Linked DNA regions of Zea mays: regions 1 and 3 are each linked to region 2. The links are chromatin contacts, called in public Hi-C maps. All regions are on one chromosome and are shown on one strand. The core of a region is the stretch at or near the end of the contact, and the rest is flanking DNA. Distances in the headings are between cores, read along the strand shown.

Region 1 (3,361 bases), core at 585-3,084, 330 kb before region 2:
ATCATTGATACCTTGACTCGTGTCACGAGGAACAAGGTGATCAAAATGTGCAAAGTACAATGGAGTCATCACAGAGAAGATGAAGCTACCTGGGAAAGAGAAGAAGAATTGCGAGTAGACTTTTCCAATCTTTTCCCTAGCTCATCTTAATCTCGAGGTCGAGATTCCTTTTAAGGGGTAGGATTTGTAAAGACCAAAATTTGGATGAAATAAAAAAAATATTTATACAATAAGTCTCGGAAATTATGAAACCCTATGTGATTAATTTTTCTCTCTTCTCTTTTGCATATGTAAATAAAGAGATCAAGTTGAACAATTTGAAGGTGCATTCATGCTGATATTTTATGTGATGCATTTTATTTGAATAAAGGAATCATAAATTAAATTTGAATTCAAATTATAAATTAGAATATAAAACAGAAAATGAATAAAAAGAAAGAAAAAGAAGAAAAAGAAGAAAGAAAAACCCTAATAACAACACCAATAATAATAAAAAAGACTGACAACCCCGGACAGCCAAATGCCAAATTGGGCCTGGTCGGGGCCCATACTCACCCAAAGCCGGTCTTGTTGCTCAGTCCTGCACAAGCGCATGTGGGCGGCTATCACCACTGGCCGGTGGGTCCCGCTCTCCAGCTGTCGTGGGCACACGCGCATGCTGCGGTCCCACTGACCGATTGGACTTCTGCATGGCGATTCAATCATTCAACCAATCGCGTCGCGACCCGGGATGACGTCAAGCTATGGAGTGGAGTTAGCCTTCTCCGTTGCGATGGCTAAACCCCTATAACAGCCGCCAGCTGGGTTTATTGCGAAGAAAGCGGATTCTATTGAGATCCTAGCGCCTCCTCGACATGGTAGTGTTTGGTTGAGAAGCCAACTAGAACGGAATCATTCTATCTCTGATTTTAGGAACAGAACCGCTCTGTTCTGTGTTTGGTAAACTAGAACGGAGCAGCTCTGTTTTTTGTTTGGTTGCAGAGTAAAATTGAACAGAGCGGCTCCCTCTTTTGTTTGGTTGAAGAGTCACTGAAGTTCATCACAACATGCAGGCTCCGTCCGTGACGGTACGAGCGGGCTGAGAATGGAGTGGATCCGTCTGGTTAATTTTTTGGAGTAGAATGATTCTAGATCTGAGGAGAATATTTCCTAATTAGGGTCACTCCGTTCTAGTTACTTTGTAATCAAACAACAATAAAACTAGGACATAACACTACCTAAGTAATCTGAGACCCTCCCTTTTTCCAAACCTCTCGAGCGCCATACCAGTTTGGAAGGAGACCGGAACCCTAAGGCTAGTGTCGAGAGGCGACATTGCTGGCATACGCTCTACGACGACAAGGGCCTCGACGTTGGGCTGAGGAGTTCGGCAAGGTTGCGCGCTGGGCGCCTGGGGTCTTCCCCTGCGTGTACGGAGACTCGAGAGGAGGACTTCATCGCCATACGTTGAAGACCGGACCGGACTGCCGCGGTGCGAGGACTGCTCGCCCCTGTGTCGGACCATGGTAAAAAAACACCACTATGTTCTTCCTCGCCTTTGCCCCTCTGGCAATTGAGTATGCGTGCAGCAAGTTTTAGCCCTCGATGCACCTTGGTAGTTTTCCGGCAAGGCGCGCCGCTGGCTGGTTCACCGTCGTTAGGGGCCTGTTTGCGTGCGTAGAAGAAGAGCTGCTGGCCATCGGATGTGTGTTCTGTGGCCGGGATTTGGATTTGCCGCTCGTATGGATGGCCTCCACTCTTAATCGTTGGATCGAGGATGGGTGATCCATATCAAATCCAGACCTGCGCTATTAAGGATCGTTGGATCGATATCTGATCGTAGGCGGGGGATACCGGTTCAACATATAATCCGAGCCCTAGATCCTCGGATGAATGGCCTGGGCGCACCGTGATTGCACAGCCTTGACACTTTTCAAAAAGAGCCCTTGCACATTAAAGAAAATAACGCACCATCCCCGGGAGCCTAGGTTTCAATTCAATCAAACCCTTGTTTTTTACGGTTCGGCTCCCGAACTTCTGACAATTTAGTGGTCGTTGTCTAGTGGGCTAGGGAAATTGGTAAAGTTAATTCGAAATTAATTATTAATGCCAAAATACTTCTAAAAACCTTAGAAAATGCATAACTCATTCATTTTAACTCCTTTTTGATCCATTCCAGTTGCATTAAATTTATAATAATATTGTTTATCATCTGGTAACTTTATTTTGTTATGAAACATATTAAAATTATGCACTTAATTTGTTTTATATCTAACACTTAATCCTTCGGAAAATCATAACTTGTTAATCGTAACTCCGAATTTAGTGGTTCTCGAACCTGCGATCTCGTTACGATGCATATAATATTATTATGCATTATGTTCTGATGTTTGGTGTGATGTTAATTTCTCCTATACTATGTTTGTTTGTATTGTTGCGAGTAGACAAGCAAGCAACCGAGGATCCTGGTACTCAGCAGGTGGAAAATACTGAGCAGGAACTCGTTGAAGGCAAGTTGTGCCCTTGACCACTTTGATTTACCCAATAATGTTCTATATAATCACTTTGCCATGCTTAGGCTTAATTTTGATGGGACCCAATAGGTCACCCTAGTTTGGTCATCTTTATACCTTGTTTACCACTGAACTTCTTGGGTAGTTTCTGCTATTGCTATATGTGGTTTTGAATGTTAAGATACCTATTATTCATGATCATGCTTTATTATTGTTATTTTATTATGTTCATGATAAGACTATTGCGTTAATTGGAACATGGGGCTTAACTTGAGATAAACGTGCCACCACAAGGGTGGAATGGGACGCCTTTGGTTGACTAATTAGAAAAGCTATTGGAGGTATACCTTACCCGAAAGGGGCAAGGGAGGTAGGGGAGTTGGGGGTATAGGGAGGTTCTCGGGTTGATCATGCTGCAATGGCTTTTCAGACGGGGGATTCCTATGCCACTCTCAGAAACCCGTAGCGGGTTTTCTGAAGCTAGTGGAACTTTGTAAAAGCCTCGTAGTGTTACCCTACCTCGTGTCCTCGGTAGAGATGAATGGGACTTCTAGACCCCTTGGCAACTAGGTAGCATGACTTGTGGGTAAAGGGTACAACCTCTACAGAGTGTAAAACTGGTATACTAGCCGTGCTCGCGGTCATGAGCAGCTCAGGACTCTCGCATGATTAACTTATGGAATTAAACTCAATCTATCATATCCATCGCATTGTGGTTTTATTATTAATTTTGATCTATTATTACTCTAGTTTGATATATACTTACATTTAGTAACTGCTAATAAAACTTGGCCAACTTATTAAAAGCAATGCTCAGCTTTAACCATTATTTGTTGATCGGCCTTACACTTCACATGGGCTCCCACCTT
Region 2 (3,099 bases), core at 209-2,708:
ACTCTCCACCATCATCTTCCTGAGGCATTTTATATTTGTGGCACCATCAGAAAGATCCTTCACTGTTGGCACCATAGGAACCTGTGCAATTTGGTTATGAACATTACCCCCTCCCCCTCCATGGTACTGAACTTGTGCCTCTGTTCATCTTCTTTGCTTCCTTGATTTGCATCTTTCCTCCAAGATGGTGCATCACTTCTCCTCTCACTCTGGTAAGGAACTGGAACATTCTTACGCCCCTATCCTCCACTACTTGACGCGCACTTCCTATCGCCCATGAATTTGTTGGGAACCCACCACAGAGTTTATCAAGTGGCACCATCTCGTCCTTACTGAACTTCATAGAACAACTTTTCTGAGTGTGTCCGATTAGACCACACATATAACAAAAATCTGGTATGAATTCATAGAAAATCGGACACCACTTCTTTCCATCTGCTTCCAGCTGCACCGTGACTCCCCTCATCAAAGGCTTCCGAATGTCAAGCATGATCTTAATTCAGAAGACTCCCACCTCATTGCCAATAGCCTCTGCAGCTTCTTTAGTGAACAACCTAATCGGAAGTTTTGTGACGCGGATCCAGATCGAGATTGCATTGAACTCAACCTCGCCAATAGACTTTGTGTCATCCATACCAGCCATCACCAACAGTTCATTTGAAAAGCTCCAGGGTATTTCCTCCAATGCCTTCCGCTTTCCTGCCGCCTGGTTGAACGTGAATAGGAATTTATTGTGCCCCAAACTTCTGCATTCGGTTCCTCGGATCGGACACCAACTGTTCCTAGAGCACGTTCAATTGCATCTGGATGAGACAGTTTCTCCGAGAGTAATTTTCCCAGCGCCTGATGAACAACTGTGTTCGACCTTTTCATCCCTCCGATCTGCACCTGACTTCTTTCCGCCTCTGACAGTTGCATACTCTCCAAGAGCCTTTCCACTGCCTTCACACTTCTTCCGTCCATCACAACACCCAGACTAACGAACCAAAGGCTATAGCGAAGAACAAAGGTTACCATACTATATCAAGAAAGAAATGAATCACTCCCAGAAAAGAAGCGATCAAAAATCACGTTGAAAAAGGAAGAAACATGAAAGAAATGAAACGGTTGCCCCGAGCCACCTAGGAAAGTCCTAGACGCCGGCGAGTTTTTTTCGGTGGAGTTAATTGAACCGTCTCGGGATCGTCCTTGTTTGTGGCGGTGCGGCGTGGTAAGAGAGAACTTGGGCTAGCGGATCAATAACATGTTGCCTCGTTATGTTCTGTGAAAGAGAGCCGCGATTTGGGCCTCCCTCTATTTTGGCCCATGAGCAAATAACCCACCCGGCTTCTCTCTCACACACACTTGCCTAATCCAGCCACCCGACTCCTATCGGTTACCGGCGACCTCACCGGCGGCTAAAAGGATTTGACTTGCGGCCGCCGCCGCGCGTCTTCGACCGTGCTCTCCCACCCCAATCTCCGGGTTGATTACTACCAGAGACTAACTCGAATCGTCGATGAGCGCTCGATCGATCCCGTGACGGAGCGGCTCGGTTGCTCCAAAGCTCCGTTCTACGCCATGCTCGCCGCCGCCGCCGCCATGGCGGTGACCGTCCCTCGGGCGGCTTCTCATTGTTTTCCAGCAAATACGGCCAGGTACGGCGGGTTGTTCTTGAACCAGACTTTTTTTTTCCCTCAGGGAGATGTCCCTCGATGAAAATTCGTCTGTAATTATTATGTCACAGGAAATGTAGGACTTGCTGGAGCTGTCGTGCGGCAAGAGTCGAGGCTGGGCACTCCCGATTGGAGGTGCGCATTTGCCTATTTTCCTGGCCTTATTTTAATTCTGTTTAGAGTTGGGGTGCTACCAATTCGTAGGAACCAGTGACGCATTCAGGTATGCTGAGTTTGGTGTGACTGAGTGGGCTGGTGTTTATTTATCTTCCAGAGATTACCAAGTTGTGGAGTGTAGGCGAGCTTTGGATCTCCAGTTTAACCAAATATCCAGCCGTACACAGATTTGTATTAATTTTACAACGACCTTGGGATTTTAAGGATAGGTGTGCCAGTTATATTACTCATGTTAAAAGGGTGTTTGGTTTCTAGGGACTAATTTTTAGTCCCTCCATTTTATTTCATTTTAGTCCCTAAATTATCAAATACATAAACTTTCTGTATTTAATAATTTAGGGACTAAAATGGAATAAAATGTAGGGACTAAAGATTAGTCCTTAAAAACCAAACACCCCCAAATAAAACCACTGGAGGGAACTGTCATGCATGATTTGCTTTCACAGTTTGGTGTTCCTGAATACCTCCAATTTTGCACACTGCCCTCTGTCCCAAATTTTCATGCATGACTTAATAGCTTACCACATTGCTTTCACAGTTTGGTGTTCCTAAATACCTCAAATGTTGCATACCACCCTCTATCGCAAATTATAGGTCATTTTGGCTTTTCTAGGTACACAACTTTTGCTATCCACTTAGATATACGGTATTCCTAGATATATAATAAAATATGTATATCTATAAAAGCCAAGACGAACTATAAATTGGAACGGAGGGAGTACAGTGCATCATGTTACTCTTTTTGTCTTTTCTGCTAGAAGTTTGCATGATTACATACATCTAGAAAAGAGTCTTCCAGCTAGTAGCGTCTGCACATTATGCCATCCTAAATATACAGTTCGTCCTTCTAAATTGATTATCAAATAAATTTAACCACAATTTCTTTCAGGTGAGAAAAGTCACCTATCGACCTCCTGGAACTGAACAGAACTTGTTGAATGAAATTAACCTCTCTCTTCAGGAAAAAAGGCAAGCATATTTGCCCTGGCTTCATTATATTTTTGGCTGCTTTTATATACCTAAATCTGTATTTGTGCAGTTTTGGTTTGATATTTGGACGGAGTGGGAGTGGAAAGACAACCCTTTTGCAGGTGCGCATTGAAACACTGCATAACATTACTAAATTACCTTGTGATCTATCTTCCATCTCAAGTAAAAATCTTGGTTTCACAGCTGTTGGCTGGTCTATCAGAACCTACCTCTGGGTCTATTTGCATTCAGAAGTATGATGATACTGGGAATCCTATTGGCTTGCCTGAACTGCTAA
Region 3 (3,328 bases), core at 424-2,923, 390 kb before region 2:
TATAATTATATAAAATTAAATTCAAGCAGAGATCGATCAATTATTGCTAACAATCTATGCTATACGCATCTGCGCTTCAGCGTCGGTGACCGATCGATTCGGCCTGCCAATCCAAGCCAACTCGGTGCAAAGGAAACCGGCCGACGCCTTCGACATGGGCGGCGGCCTCATAGCGCCGGACAGGGCCATGGACCCCGGCCTAGTGTACGACATCCAGCCGGAGGAGTACAAAAGCTTGGACGACCGCGTCGACCGCCTCAACCTCCCGTCCATCGCCGTGCCCAACCTCATGTACGACTCCGTCACGGTCTCGCGCACCGTCACCAACGTCGGGCCGGTGGAGGCGACGTACCGGGCCGTGGTCGAGGCGCCGGCCGGCGTGGCGATGGACGTGGCGCCGCCGGTGATCGCCTTCGAGAGAGGCGGCGTCAGGAACGCCACGTTCAAGGTGACGTTCGTGGCGAAGCAGAGAGTGCAGGGCGGCTACGCGTTTGGGAGCCTGACGTGGCTGGACGACGCCAAGCGGCACTCGGTAAGGATCCCCGTCGCCGTTCGGACCGTCGTCCGGGACTTCGTCGCCGATGTGTCTCGATGATGAACACTGAACGATGTGTCTGTCAAAGAAGAACACCGTCTCGATGATCGTCCATATATGCGACACTGTGTCACTGTGTGTGAACACTGAACAACGTGTCAAAACTGAACTTATGTTGCCAATTTATTTGCAAGCAACAAGGCGCTCCCAGCTGATCTTGTGCCTTTATGCAGTTTATACAGTTCAAATAAACTATGAGGCTCAGCCTAGAATTCATTACAAAGCATAATTATTGAGCGAGAGACCCGATCGATGATAGTTTTGTCTGTAATTCATACATGGGCACTCTCCTATTTGCTTGCATGCTTCGTTGCAAATACAAACAAGTTTTATGTGGATTTGTGTGCACACATTCGTAATCCACATTCAAGTGAGTCCCGTTGGATGCAGCCTCACCCTCGCAGCCCATGTTGTCTAGGGCTGGGCATTTGGTTTTTTTTCTAAACTTTGGTTCGGTTTTTTGGTTTTAAAAAACTTTGGTTTTTTAGACATTAGAAACCGATCGGTTTTCTAGAAAATGAAAAACCGAGTAGTTCGGTTTCGGTTTTTCGGTAAAAACCGAATACCAAACTTATACTCAAGACAATACTTACAATAAGTTTACATGATACATTACACGTAATTTTAAAAAGTAAAAATTATATAGATACAAATATTTAGAGATACATCATACATCACATACAAACAAGTGAATAACAATTTAGTTGTATCACACATTTAGTTCACATAATCGAATAGTTAAATTTGAGAATTGATAAAATTTGGTATTCGGTTTTTTTGGTATTTCGGTCCGGTATACGGGAAAAGCCGATTACGATACCGCAAACCGAACTTCTTAAATACAAAAACCGAACCGAACTACCGAAAAAACCGAAATTTCAATTCGGTTCGGTTCGATTTTCGGTTTATGATAAAAAAGTGCCCACCCCTAATGTTGTCGACAGGAGCCCCGACCACAAACGGCCCATATTTATTTTTGCCAGATTCATCATTTAACGAGCGCCATTTGTCCACTCTTTCCTTCCAAAGATACGAATAGAGACACACGCACCACTCGAACCAGAACCACCAGGCTGCTGGTGCTGGAAGGGGGCGCGGCAGCTGGGCAGCTGGCAACGGACATGGCGGCGGCCGGCGGCGAGACCATGATGACGAGGGAGCAGCTGCTCCACCTCTTCTCCCGCTTCTCCTTCGTCACCTCCCTCCCCGGTCGGTCCCCGTCTCCGCCGCGTTTCCGGTTCGCTCCCCATCCTCCGCCTATCCGGTTTCCCCTAATCTTCGTTCCCTGTCCCCGCGTTCCAGAGGTCAAGCAGCGGATTGCCGACGCCGTCAGGGACAAGCAGGTGCGAAGCCCGCGCAACACGCCCGCCATTTCAGCGTTCCCTGTCACTTTTGGGGGATGGGGCTCGTTGGGTGGCGGTTCTTGAAATGTTAGGTTTTCTGCCTGGCCACATCTTTGTCGGATTAGCCTGACGTTTCAATTACACAGTGCGATTGCCTTGGTTTACTTAAATTTTTTAGCTTGGACCTTGTAATGTGGGGCGTTGTGAAGCGATTATCCGGTCCATTTAGCCCAAATTTGCATGTGAAGGCCTGGACATGTATGTGAAAGTTACAGTATGTTTGTGCTTTGCTCACCTTGTAGGAGGCTGTGGCCGTGACCACTGAAATACAAGAGGAGATTCTTCGCGAGATGGGAGTAGGTAAGCAAATCGCAATCCACTTGCACACCATGTTGTCTCTCCGAGGTTTTCTGTAGGCAAGCCTTTAACCATGTACTATTTCACTTCTTGCACACCATGTTGTCTCTCCGAGGTTTTTAGAAAGATGTTGCATTTACTATACGCATAAAGAAAGAACTGCAATGGAACACGTGAGCTATTGGCCATATTATCATATCTACAGCTACTGATATCATGAGGTGACACCACGTAACATATGCTGATGTATGTGCATGTGGTAGATTCATAGATATGGAATTAGCTGGAGTATTCTTCTTTTGACAATGTTTATTATGGCCTTGTGTGTCATACATGTGATCTTGTAAATATCACTCATGTCCGCCAGTTTGGTTCTTAGTCATGATATTTTCACATGTTGTCCATTGATTTATTGATTCATGGACCAATTTATTTGATTACCAGGCACTTTAGTCCTTGGGTCGATTATATATGTAGTCTGTCTACTAGCATGTTTGTTACCGTAACTGAATAATTGATATATAGTAGGCAAGGATGTTACAAGTGTCATGTGGGGCCGGACGTTTGCACGACGCCGGCTAGACCAGGGGCGCGGTCAAGATGTAATGGGCCAGATCAAGATGTGATTGGCCAAGTAGAGTTTGTTGAGAGTTTTCAGCAAATAGATAAGGATAGAATTGTTAGCAAATAAGATAAGGAGAGTTTTTAGGAGATATTTTAGGAAAGTTTGTTAGATCAATGAGAGTTTTTAGGAAAATTTGTTAGATCAAGGACTATATAAGCCACATGATGCATGTAATGGAATCAAGCAGTAATTCATCTATCTCCTATTCCTCTTCTCTACCAGCAACATAGGGAGCAGAGGGGAAAAACCTCGCCCTGCCTCTACCAGCGGCTACACCCTATGCAGCTTGGGCGCGCCACCACTGCTACCAACCCTAGACACCCAGCCACGCCATAACACCTTGGTATCAGAGGCCATGCCATCCTCCCCACCACTTCCGCCACCCAAATCCATCTCTTCACCACCATC

What was found. A called contact is a pair of places that touch in the nucleus more often than the background predicts.
Region 1: a contact with region 2 is called in a Hi-C map of leaf, with 7 times the contacts expected there. The contact joins the enhancer-like site here to the promoter of LOC100501258 in region 2. A contact is called at or near these places in 2 of 25 Hi-C or Micro-C datasets (ear and leaf).
Region 3: a Hi-C map of leaf shows a contact between it and region 2, with 6 times the contacts expected there. The contact joins the promoter of LOC100277340 here to the promoter of LOC100501258 in region 2. A contact is called at or near these places in 6 of 25 Hi-C or Micro-C datasets (bundle sheath, leaf and seedling).

Annotation. Positions count from the first base shown.
Region 1 is chr2:227,891,372-227,894,732 of Zm-B73-REFERENCE-NAM-5.0, forward strand. No RefSeq gene overlaps it. Among protein-coding and RNA genes, the nearest start is that of LOC100277340, 64 kb to the left of the region's middle. Within about 2 kb of position 1,835, at least 16 of the 20 cell types and tissues checked have an H3K27ac peak or open chromatin away from gene starts, as enhancers often do. A contact at or near this core is called in ear and leaf, where this site is marked.
Region 2 is chr2:228,218,178-228,221,276 of Zm-B73-REFERENCE-NAM-5.0, forward strand. LOC100501258 (ABC transporter I family member 11 chloroplastic) reads left to right here and starts at 1,459. Exons shown (of 10, transcript NM_001196026.1): 1 at 1,459-1,637; 2 at 1,727-1,790; 3 at 2,722-2,801; 4 at 2,872-2,923; 5 at 3,006-3,099. The coding sequence starts at 1,561.
Region 3 is chr2:227,827,828-227,831,155 of Zm-B73-REFERENCE-NAM-5.0, forward strand. LOC100277340 reads left to right here and starts at 1,674. Exons shown (of 7, transcript NM_001150934.2): 1 at 1,674-1,804; 2 at 1,898-1,938; 3 at 2,241-2,298. The coding sequence starts at 1,717. It overlaps LOC100193256 (putative subtilase family protein), which reads left to right. Exons shown (of 10, transcript NM_001358698.1): 10 at 81-761. The coding sequence ends at 595.